Regions from separate parts of the Oryctolagus cuniculus genome. Here region 2 is linked to region 1. Evidence: chromatin contacts called from public Hi-C data. All regions are on one chromosome and are shown on one strand. Each heading gives the region's core, a stretch centred on a gene start, on an enhancer-like site or on the middle of the called end of the contact. The rest is flanking DNA. Distances are from core to core; before and after follow the strand shown.

Region 1 (6,114 bases), core at 1,078-3,577:
GAGAGCTGGCCTGGAAGAGGGGCAACCGGGACAGAATCCAGCGCCCTGACCGGGACTAGAACCCGGTGTGCCTGCGCTGCAAGGCGGAGGATTAGCCTAGTGAGCCGTGGCGCCGGCCCTCTTCCTAATTTTCAGACTTAATCCCTCTCTCCAGTGTGCCTGCCATTGGCTTCTTCCAATGTTTCTCTGCTCTCTAGGTGATGTTGGTGTCTTCCATTGGCCTTTCTATCATATTTTGCTCCTAAACTTATTGTGGGACTTAGTATATGTATTCATTTTGCTTTGAAATTTTCTGTGTACTCCTGTCTTTTCCACTCAACCATGAAAGTCTTAAGGGTAGTGCCTCTTTAAAAGAAATCTGTTTGAGGGAGGCAAATGACCTTGGTATTATTTAGCTCAAATGACAGGATAAATGCCACATTTATCTCATTCTGTACATATCAGGCCCTTTGGATAAAGAGATAAGAAACAAACTGTTTCTGTCAACAAACTGTTTCTGTCCTGGAGGAGTTCAGATAATAGCAAGGGTCAAACAGATTACATGAGAGCAGAATTTGGGGCTGGTGTTGTCCTGCAGTGGGTTAAGCCACCTGTGACATTGGCATCCCAAATAGGCACAGGTTGGGGGGTCTGGCTGCTCTACTTCTGATCCAGCTCTCTGCTAATGGCCTGGGAAAAGCAGCTGAAGATGGCCCAAGTGTTTGGGCCCCTGCTACCCATGTGGGAGATGAAACTCCTGGCTCCTGGCTTCAGCCTGGCTCAGCGCTGGCTGCTGCAGTCATTTGAGAAGTGACAGATCTCTGTCTCTCCCCCTCTCTCTGTAACTCTGACTTTAAAAATAAATAAATAAATAAATATTTTTTTTAAAAAAAGCACATTTCAACTGTGTGATTGTGGTTCAGTTACTCCATGTGTCTGAGCCAGGTTCCTTATCTGTAAAATGATGTATAATGTATACAATATATATACTATTAATTTAAACATACACATTTTAATCCTTGCAATAAATAGTACAATAAGCTGAGATGCAATGCAATCTATGAATTTTTATAATCGTTAAAATGAACTATTTCATTAAAAGCATTAACACTGTATCAGGCATAACAGACACTGGTTTTTGTTATTCTGAAGATGAGCCAAACACAAGACTAATATCATGCAATGGCAAACTTTTGGGGGCCACTGGACATCTTAAGGGTTTCACAGAAAATGTGACCGTATAGTTTGAGGAATGAACCAGGGAAGGTTTGATGGTCAAAGCCCTTGCACTCAGATCTGGGGTCAAAAGCTCAGGCAGTTGCTATTTTATCAGGAGCTGGGTCAGTGTTGCGGCAATCAGATTAAGCAGCAGCCTGCAACCCTGGAAATCCCATTTGGGCACTGGTTGGAGTCCCGGCTGCTCCACTTTTGAAATCACTTCCTGCTCATGGGCCTGGAAAAGCAGAAGATGGCCCAAGTGCTTGGGCCCCTGCACCCATGTGGGAGACCTGGATGAAGCTCCTGGCTCTTGGCTTCCAACCAGCCCAGCTCTGGCCATTGCAGCCGTTTGGGGGGGTGAACCAGCGGATGGAAGACTTCTCTGTCTCTCCCTCTCTGTAGCTCTACCTTTCAATTACATAACAGATCTTAAAAAAAAAAAATTCACACAGGAATCTTAAAGGCAAGCCAAGGGCCAGACCTCATTCCCAAAACCACCAGAAGCATGGCTTTCGGTCTCCCAGGGAGGTTTCAAAGAGCAGCCAGGGCTGAGAACCACTGCTCGGGTCTACACTGGCGCGCCAGAGGGCAGGGCTCTCAGTTTCCACTGCCTTGACTCATGAGAGAAGTCCAGAATTTCACGTGAAGTTTCCCAAATTTTAAAATGTTAGCAAGTAACTTTAAAATACTATGGGGACCAAAGAAAGCATGGATATGGGCCCTACTGGGCGTTGGTTCGTAATCTTCAGGCAGCGCAATCTCGAAAAGAAGTTAAATATCTCGCCCAAGGTATCCCACATAGAACAAAAGTCGAGGACTAAAGCTCAGCCCATTTTAATTAAATTAAAGTCTCCTTTTATGTCAAGGAAAGAACAGTTGGAGATGGGCCTTAAAAAACGGGTACGGCTGTGGGAAGGGGTGTTGCAGTTTTGAACTCCAACAGTAGCGCCGCAATAAACCAGCAGCCGCTTAGATAAGATGAACGAGGAGAGCCTCCGCCCTAACCCGGCGAACCAGCTGCGCATGCGCCTTCCACAGGCAGCGGCGCCGCGGCTCAGGCTAGTTAAGTGTGATGAATTTACGACCTCTACTGGCGACGCTCACGACTCCTGCCGTAAAGGCCGTGCGTGGCGCGTGCGCACCTCCTTCTCCCGGATTCCTGAAGCGGTCGCTCCTGTGGTGTCTGCTGTGCGCCGGCCGGCCGTCGCCATGGTGAAGCTGAGCAAAGAAGCCAAGCAGAGGCTGCAGCAGCTCTTCAAGGGCGGCCAGTTTGCCATTCGCTGGGGCTTTATCCCTTTCGTGATTTACCTGGGTTAGTGGTAGAAGAGCCTGGTGGGGTGGACTGTTGGGAAGCGAGGGGGCCGAGTCTGCGACTCCATTTTTGGCCTTGGGAAGAGAGAAGCCGGGGGACCCCGTCATGCAGTCATCTGAGGCGGTCTTGTCGGGTGGCGCGGATCCAACCCGAGTTCGAGTTCCCGTTCTATCCCTGGCTAGTTGGGTGGTCTTTAGCAAGTCGTATATTCCCTGTTCATCTGTTTGCATCTGTGAAATGAGTTAGGGCCCCTCTTCAGGATTGTTGGGAGGGCTAGGTGACCCCATGCGTGTGAAAGCGCCTCGGACACCGTTTGGCGCGAGGTGCGTTTAGGGCGTTCCTCCTGACCTCTGCAGGCGGCCCTGGGTGCCGGGAGGCCTGCGCTGGGAATGCGGGCACCTGGTGGCGGGGCCTCTGCTTTCTCCACCTTTGTTTTTTCTGGGCCTCATTTTATAGGTGAGCAAACCGGGGTCCCATGGCCAAGTTCATGCAGCAGTGCTGCGGGAGGGCGCTGCGGGCTCTGGCCGTGGGGCATCAGGGCCGTGCTCTTAACCGCTGTGCGGTGCTGCCGGACTTCGCACGGGCTCTGGCCAGTGTTTTAGGTGTTTAGTCTTTGTATTTTACCCACAGTCTGGTTCAGTGTGAGTCACGAGCTGTGATGGCTTATTTCTGGGTAATGACTGTTCATGGAAGAGCACCCTAAGGGCTGCTGGGCCTTGGAGTACGGGATTTCACACCTCACTGAAGGCTGCAGGCTGTTCTGTAGTGCAGGTAAATCTAGACAGTGGGGCTGGCGCTGTGGCGCCGCAGGTAAAGCCGCCGCCTGCAGTGCCGGCATCCCATATGGGCGCCAGTTTGAATCCCGGCTGCTCCACCTCTGATCCAGCTCCTTGCTGTGGCCTGGGAAGGCAGTAGAAGATGGCCCAAGTCCTTTGGCCCCTGCACCCACGTGGGAGACCTGGAAGAAGCTCCTGGTGCCTGGCTTTGGATCAGCCCTACTATGGCCCTTGTGGCCATCTGGAGAGTGAATCAGTGTATGGAAGTCTGTCTCTCTCTTTGCCTCTGCTACTATAGCTCTGCCTTTCAAATAAATAAATAATTTTTTTTTTTTAAATCTAGATAGTGCAAGTAGATTTGGATATCCTTGGTGCCCTAGGGTGGACTAAAAAAGAATGTCTTGTTTGTACGTGTTTTTTGTCTGCTGGATTTTTAACTTGTATTTTTTTCTCTTTTCTCTCCCGTCCCCGCCCCTGCTTAGGTTTTAAGAGGGGTGCAGATCCCGGAATGCCTGAACCAACTGTTTTGAGGTACTGTCTCAGAAATGAATGTTTCAGGGCAGATGTTTGCACACGGGTCAGAATCGTCGGGAAACAGAGTAGCAGAGGCGTTGACATGGAGCTGCAGTAGCCAGGAGGCACTGGGGCTGCTGGGGAACTGCAAGGCTGGCCCAGCAGAGTTATCGGGGAGCTCATTTCTCTCCCCCTCCTAATTTGTGTTTATATATAGCTTATCGTATGTGTGTATATATATACATGTATATATATATGTGCTTATGTATAGCTTATTGTAGCTATAGTGAAGCATCTTTAAAAAGAAACAGAACTGATTTAGCACCCTACCACTTTCAAGGGTGTATTCATTTTTAGTTTCCTATATTCCCATCATATCATTATTGAGATGAATACAATCTTTTATGTCATTCTAAGAAAGGTGCATAATAAGATTTTGTTTTCATCTCATAAAATGAGAATTGACATTCCATGTATTTTCCAGTTACGGATTACTTAGTTTTTTTTTTTTTTTTTTCAATTTTCTAGTATTTTATATAACATATAATTAACATTTTTATGCATTTGGATTTTTTTATTTCCTTATGATAATTTCTCATGCGCTTAATAAGTCAAAGCATGTGAACATTTATCCATCAAATTGCTTGCTCAAAAATAACCTTTCCAGTGTTAGACAAGCACCTGTGGAAAACTCCATACACACACACACGTGAACACATAGATGTGTGTGTACTGTGAAAGCTACACGTGTAGGTATTCTTAGGAAAACAATCTCAGGTGGGCCTGCTTGCTCTGGAGGAAGGACTGACGCTCGTGGTGCTGTGATGACCATGACCACTGCACTCTGGCGTGTGGCTATCTCGCTCAACCTCCTGTCCTAGGCATCTCCTAGGAGTTCTCCTATTAGACGAGAGGTTAATTAAGTCCTTGAGAGTGGCCACATAGTTGGTAGGAGGTGGGATCTGTCTTTGTCCAGAGCCTGCACTTTCTACTGAGTCACCTGCCTCTCCCAGGTCCTCTTACCTCTTGCTTAGCACAGCGCCATCTGCTAGCAATTTCCTGTACCTCCTCTGTCTCACTGCTTCTCCTTTCTTCCCAAAGGGCACCACTATATGTGCCCTCAGCTTACCCCCTCTGTGGTATTCTGTTTTCTCTGATAAAATTCTTCAACAAGTGGTCTTCATTGCTTCCTCTCCTCACTGTTCTCTCTCCTTTAGTCCCTTGTGGAATGGCTCCCTAAAACTGCTTCCAGCAAGCCCACTCTGTTTTTTCTTGGCCTGTAGTCTTTGGAGCATCAGTGTCCTTTGCTGTAAATGAGGATTGAGGTATTAGGTCTGCCCCTTGCTAGCTGAGGGCTCCAGGACTGCGTATTTGCTTAGAGAAACCTGACCTTAGCACACGTGGTCAGAGATGACACTGTAGGTCAGACTGCTACTGTTTTCCAGGCACTGGAAGTTATCATCTAATACCTTGTCCCGAGACACCATTAACCTATTTCTGAGCCAGCCTCTTACTTAGATAAGTTGGGCATAGTACTGCCTCCTTTATAAGGTTGCCACGAGGACCAGATAGAGGTATTCCTAGGGGCTTCAGTCTTCCCCGCCTCCTCCTGTGAGGACAGTGCTCTGGCTCCATGCTTCTGCATGCTGGGGCCACAAGACTTCGTCTCACGCCTTTGCCTGGGCGCTTGTCCTTGCCCGGCCTGGATTGCCCTTTCCCCTCAGTGTCTAGCCGATAGAAACCTGCTTCCAGAACATCCTGTTCTCTTATAGCAAAACCACTCCCTTTCTGTGTTCCAAAGAAATCTTTTGTGTCTGTCTTTTCAGTGCCTTATACTATGTTTGTTGCTTACTTAACATTTTATTTTATCCTGGAAACACCTAAAGTAGCTGCTCAACAGTGCTAAATTAGCTTGCAATGACCATAACCTCTTGGGGGTCTTTGGGACAGGGTCGATACTCACTGTGAACTTGCGTGGTGCATTAGGCAGGACCTGCATGTCAGGAAACGGTATTTTGGAGGCCTTACGGTGAACTCGGATCCGGAGGTGGGGATAGACTCTGTCCTAGGTGGTGCTACTTTTTGGCTGCAATTTGACTTCACAAATGCAGACCCGGTGAGGCATTCCCCTCCCCCGCTTTCCATTTCTTCATCTTCTTGTCTTCTCGCTGTGCCTCTCCTTTCTGCTGCGGATGCTCAACCTTTTGTCACTCTGGGCACCTTAATGTTTCCTTCCGAAAGAGTTGACTGACTTCCTGTGAAGGGTTGTCAAACTGCCTGTGCTGGGAACATTGCCTAGAGAGGTCTTCCTGGGTT
Region 2 (6,114 bases), core at 1,912-4,411, 33 kb before region 1:
AAGTTACAGAACACTTGCTGCAGCAACATTTGATACACTGCTTAAAATCACTGGGGTTTTTGAGCTCTAACAATTGTAACTCTGTATCCTCAATTTAGAAAACCATTCTCCCGCACATAATTAGCCCTGGTTGCTTTGAATGCCAGCGGTACCACCCAGTATTTTATACCTTGTTACCACTGCTTCCTAAGGAAGGGCTGGGTGTGGGGGTTTTACAGGGGAGCCTGGATCAGAGTCCAGTGCCGAGCAAGGTCCTTGGCGGACCAAGCCCTAGAGACTTGGGAAGATGGGGCAGCTGTTAGAGCTCGTAGGTGGGGGTCCTAGCAGGGTGGCGAGGGCAGCAGGCCTGGCTGGTGCTTGACAAAGGAGACGTCGGAGCACACAGTGTATCATCTCCAGATGGTGTCTGGTTTATATAACTTTTTACTTATTTGAAAGGCAGAGAGGCAGAGACAGGGAGAGAATGTTCCTTCTTCTGGTTCACTCCCCCCAGAATTCCTACAACAGCCAGGTCTGGGCCAGGAGGACAAGAAACCAGGACCTCAACCCAAGTCTCCAAGGTGGGCGTCCGAGACCCCACCACTTGAGCCATCACCTGCTGCCTCCCATGGTGTGCGTTAGGAGGAAGCTGGAGTTGAAAGTAGAGCTAGAACTCAAACGCAGACACTTTGATGTGGGATGCAGTCAACTCAGGCAGGGTCTTCACGGCTGCACCTTTCCGAACAATTTCTTGACTTCAGCTCTAGATGCCTGGATTAGGACAGTGGCGGTCAGGAGGTCTCTGTGAGGCCAGAACTGGATCTCAGGGAGTATCCAGAAGGTTCGCAGGTGCCAGTGGGGGCAAGACTGAAGCACTTGCCTTCCCGGGTGCATCAGCAGGGAGCTGGGTCAGAAGCAGAGCAGCCAGGACTGGAAGCTGACATGCGCTGCTGGTCTTGCACGTGGAGGCTTGCCCTGCTGCACGGCTGTGTCATGCTTGATTTTACTCTGTCTTGGACATTTCTGCAGTGAAGAGGAGGCCTACTGTAACAACGTCCAGAACAAAGTTCCAGGGGCTCTGGTGCTGCTGCTGGTGGTGACAGCAATGCCAGAGGGGAGCACAATGCCACAGATTCCGACAGCGACCGCCACGCCCGGATGGCCAGGCAGGGTCCCACACAGGGTCCAGAGCTAGCTCATGGCATCCCCCAAAGAGACAGCATCTGAGATGGTCCCTTTCACAGACGAGGAAGCTGAGCAACAGGACTCAGTAATCTCATTCATGCCCAGAGTCCATGCCTGAGCCAGCGATCTCCAGCGAGTCCCCTGATACGGACCAGGGCTGTTGGCCTCCTACCCTGCCCTCTTGCAGGCCTCTGGTTCTTTGACCTCACCCTGACCCAGCTCTCCAGGAGAATGTTCCAGAAGCAGAGGGAGGGGCTGTGAGTGGCACCCAGTGCTCCCTGGACCTCCTCAGGGACCTGATGCACTTGGTCTTGGTCACGCTGTCGCTGTGCTGGTCTCCATCATGTTTGTAGCCAGGGGGCATGCGCTGGTCTTTCCTTACATGAACAAGTGTAAGCTATGGGTCTCAGTGCTGGGAACCCTGGCCCAGTCCTCCCTCTGGTGCACCTGAAGACTCTCGCTCCGGTTGCAGCTCCACTGCGGTGCCCGCATCTCTGTGGCCATGGGACTGCCCCAGTGTGAAGGCCCCTGGACTCAGAGCCTCCAAGTCACACACTGTTCCACTCACAGTGGCGGATGAGGTTTGCTTTCCAATCGCTGGGGTTGCGGGCTTTTGCGGATGAGGAGGGGAGCGCCCCTCACTAGGGGTGCAGCTCTCTGGGAGGGAGGAGCATACCATGAGAGCCGTGGCTGCGAGGTTCCTGCACTCAGAGGCCCGCACAGGGAGTCACTCCCCAGGCCGGGGCAGGCTTCACCGCGGTGGTCACAGACCAGTTCCACGAGCACTATCCACGTGAAAACTGGTTTCCCGAGGAGCCCAGAAGAAAATCTGTCTACCTCTCGGCCCGAGTGGATAATGAAATACCGTCTTATAAATGACAAGATTCAGCTGCCTATAGATTCCCCCGGGGCCTCATAGCATGGAGCATTTTTCTGTGTGCAGGGAAATCATACCTGGGGACAGCCTGGCAGGTCCTTGCTCGGTGGCACCTGAGCAGGTGGGCGTGGAGAACATTTTCTAAGCACTGCTCCACCTCTGTCCCCTGCATTGTGGGACACTGTGCTGCACCTCTGGCCTTGAGCCACTGTATGCCGGTGGCATCTCCTCCCCCCAAACACCACCAAATGTCCCTGAGGGGGCACGTTTGTCACTCACTCCTCATCCATTAGGAGCTGCTGCTTCAGAGAAATGCAAAACCCAGGGGAAGAACTCACTGATTGTGCAAGAATCGAAAGACAAAAGTCATTCTCAGAAGCAAGAAAACTGCAGGAGGGGACTTCACCCCGATCTGCTTAGGCGATAATGAGAATTCTGCAGAACATTTTGCTTGACATACGGTGGGTTTTTAATAGAGCACTTCATACAAATTCTGGGGATATTCTTGGTGCTAACTCCTCCAAATGCTCCCCTTCCATAGAGAATCTGTAAATCACAGATTTACACAGACACAGACACCACCCCTCCCCCCGACATACACATAGCACACACACACCCATCCACACACAAATCACACACACCACACCACACACACAGAAGACACAGCACACACACCCCACATCACGCCACACACACACACTGCACACACACACTACTCCTCACCCCATACCACACACCTCAAACCATACATACCACACACACACCCCACCCCTTCCCCCCACAACATACACACACCACACACATAGCACACCCCCCCACACACAAATCACACACACCACACCACACACCCCACATCACATAGCACACATAGCACACATGCACACTGCACACAGACACACTACCCCTCCCCCCCACACCACACACCCCAAACCAACTGGACCAGGAACCGGAGCCATTCTCCATGTGGCTTCTTCACTGTTTTGATGAGATGGAGAGTACAACAACCTTTGGTCCCAGGGGATTCTAACAAATACCCAAATGTTTGCGGAGTAGGACGAGCCCAGGGGCGTTCGATAGAAACATTCTGAAGCCTTTAACTTAAACTCTCCAGAGTATGAGCAGCTTGAGCGTGGACGTATTTATGTGAAGTCTTCCAAGTGCTACTGGCTCCCTGCCCCTGCATCTTCAGCCCTTGAAAAAAAATCCCTGCTTGTCGGTAAATTTCGCATTTTCAGTGCCAATTTTACTCCTCTTTCCCTCAAGGCCCTATAAACAGAAGGGCAACATCTTTCTATTGGATGGAGGCTTATTTGCATATTTCCATGATTACTCTGAGATGTGTCTGAGGCCAGGGCTTATGCCGAGCCAGCACTGGAGCACAGTGGGTTAAGCCACCGTCCAGAGTGTCGGCATCCCATTTGGGCACTGATTTGAGTCCCAGCTGCTCCACTTCTGATCCAGCTCCCCTGCTGATGGTCTGAGAAAGTAGTGGAGGATGGCCCAAGTCCTTGGACCCCTGAACCCACGTGGGAAACCTGGAAGCAACTCTTGGCTCCCAGCTTTGGCCTGGCCCAGTCCTAGCCATTTCAGCCATTTGGGTAGTGAACCAGTGGAAGGAAGACCTCTCTCTCTCTGTCTCTCTCTCTGTCTCTCTCTCTCTCTCCTCTTCTCTTTCTGTAACTCTGACTTTCAAATAAATAAATAAAATCTTAAAAAAAGAGGGGGAGGGGCCAGTGCTGTGGCATAGTGGGTAAAACCGTCACCTGCAGTGCTGACAGCCCATATGGACACTGCTCCACTTTCAATCCAGCTCTCTGCTATAGCCTGGGAAAGCAGTAGAGGATGGCCCAAGTCCTTGGGCCCCTGCACCTGTGTGGGAGACCAGGAAGAAGCTCCTGGCTTTGGATTGGCCCAGCTGCAGCCATTGAGGCCAACTGGGGAGTGAACCAGCAGATGGAAGATGTCTCTCTCTCTCTCTCTCTCTCTCTCTCTGCTTCTCCTCTCTCTGTGTAACTCTGACTTTCAAATAAATAATAAAATCTTTTAAAAATTTTTTAAAATAAAAATGCAATTAAATTAACCCAATATCCAAAATATCCTCCAGCTATAATCAATGTAATTGATTTTATCTCTAACAGATTGGTGTGGAGCCTTCCTGCTGGGGATGCAGACAATGCAACTATGGAGGATTCCTCCAGGCAATTGGCTCCTTGCAGTATGGATAATCTCCACCAGGGGGCCTTCTGGTGAGGGTTGCGTAATCCCAGATTGTGCTCAATCACAATGTTTTAACAAAATACTGGAATCAGAACTTTCCAGTAGAGAAATACAAGGTGAATTTTGGAATCACAATATTTATGAGTACAAAATAAAAATATGCTTCTCTCTCTCTCTCTCTCTCTCACACACACACACACAGGCTGTTGATCTGTATAACCTCTGAGCCTGGCTGTCCTCTGAGAAATGTTAGCCCTGGCTTTGGCCTGGCAGTCAGCTGAGCTGGCCCAGGCTCCTAGTCAGCTGTAGAGCAAGTGCATCTTCTTCCACTTTCACTAGCTTCCTATTTAGTCATCTGAACACCTGTTGTGTTCTGCTTCTTCCCTCAAAGTATTGAGAGCACGATGGGAAAAGCATCTCACTTCAGTTCAGGGAGCCCAGACTGCAAATGAGCACTCCCCTTCCACTCTGGAAAGTTCTCTGCTTATGCCATGTTCAAACTGCGGAGAGAGGTAGAGACAGAGAGAGGTCTTCCATCCGCTGGTTCATACCCCATATGGCCACAACGGCTAGGAGCTGCACCGATCTGAAGCCAGGAGTCAGGAGCTTCCTCCAGGTCTCCCATGTGGGTGCAGGGGCCCAAGGACTTGGGCCATCTTCTAATGCTTTCCCGGGCCATAGCAGAGAGCTGGATCAGAAGAGGAACAGCTGGGACTAGAACCAGTGCCCATATGGGATGCCGGCACTTCAGGCCAGGGCTTTAACCCACTGCACCACAGCACCAGCCCTGCCAGTTGGCTCATTGCTGGAGCCCACTGCATGTGGTCTGATGGCTTGGTTCCATCTTCCTGCTGTCTTCCTGCTGTTTCCATTCTTTCTCCTATTTATTGTGTTGTTGCAGACTTGCTGATACACCACACGAAGCCATTTTGGGAATGTGGTGGTGGGTATAAATAGATAGGAGGGGGATATTTGAAAAGTTCATGGAAAATGCATATTATGAAAAAGCTAAGCACAGATTTCAATTTTTTTGCACTGAAATAAACTCATCTTTTTAATTCTATGCTCCATAAGCTTTTTGAAGTGTCCTCAGATAAGTCTCCTCAGTTTGTTCTAGGAATTGAATATTTTAGATATTGACCCAGCTACTAAGTGAAAGTACTCCTTCTAACAGAAGTCACCTGGAGTACACGCTAAGCAGGGCATCTCACACAGTAGACATGGGTAAGCCACACTGTGTTAGCTCTGCTCCAGGAAGGAAGGGACTGTCTCTCCCACAGGACTTGACACACAGTAGGACAACAGATACTGGTCAAATTGTATAATTAAGTATTCAAGGTTTTAGGATCCTCAGAAATAATGAGTTTAGTGTATTCATTTGAATTGCAAAGAATTGCTTACTTTTTTTTTTAAAGATTTATTTACTTATTTGAAAGTCAGAGTTACAGAGAGAGAGGAGAGGCAGAGAGAGAGAGAGAGGTCTTCCATCCGCAGGTTCACTCCCCAGTTGGCTGCAATGGCTGAAGCTGCATTGATCCAAAGCCAGGAGCCAGGAGCTTTCTCTAGGTCTTCCCATGTGGGTCCAGGGGCCCAAGGACTTGGGCCATCTTCTACTGCTTTCCCAGGCCATAGCAGACAATTGGATCAGAAGTGGAGCAGCTGGGTCTCAAACCAGCTCCCATATGGGATGCTGGTGCTTCAGGCCAGGACATTAACCTGCTGTGCCACAGTGGCAGCTTACTTTAAAGAAACAAAATTACTTGTACTTAAGTACTTAGGAACACTGTATAGCTAAATGGGATATGCTTACTTAGAATAATTTTTAAAAAATCATTTGAGAAAGAAAGAACAAACCC

Evidence for each region. A called contact is a pair of places that touch in the nucleus more often than the background predicts.
Region 2: a contact with region 1 is called in a Hi-C map of an unstated tissue, with 2.4 times the contacts expected there. The contact joins the enhancer-like site here to the promoter of TOMM7 in region 1. A contact is called at or near these places in 2 of 6 Hi-C or Micro-C datasets (ear pinna and an unstated tissue).

What each region holds. Positions count from the first base shown.
Region 1 is chr16:14,725,146-14,731,259 of mOryCun1.1, reverse strand. It overlaps TOMM7 (translocase of outer mitochondrial membrane 7), which reads left to right and starts at 2,327. Exons shown (of 3, transcript XM_051852809.1): 1 at 2,327-2,509; 2 at 3,768-3,816. The coding sequence starts at 2,407.
Region 2 is chr16:14,759,033-14,765,146 of mOryCun1.1, reverse strand. No RefSeq gene overlaps it. Among named protein-coding and RNA genes, the nearest start is that of TOMM7, 33 kb to the right of the region's middle. Within about 2 kb of position 3,161, at least 1 of the 8 cell types and tissues checked has an H3K27ac peak or open chromatin away from gene starts, as enhancers often do.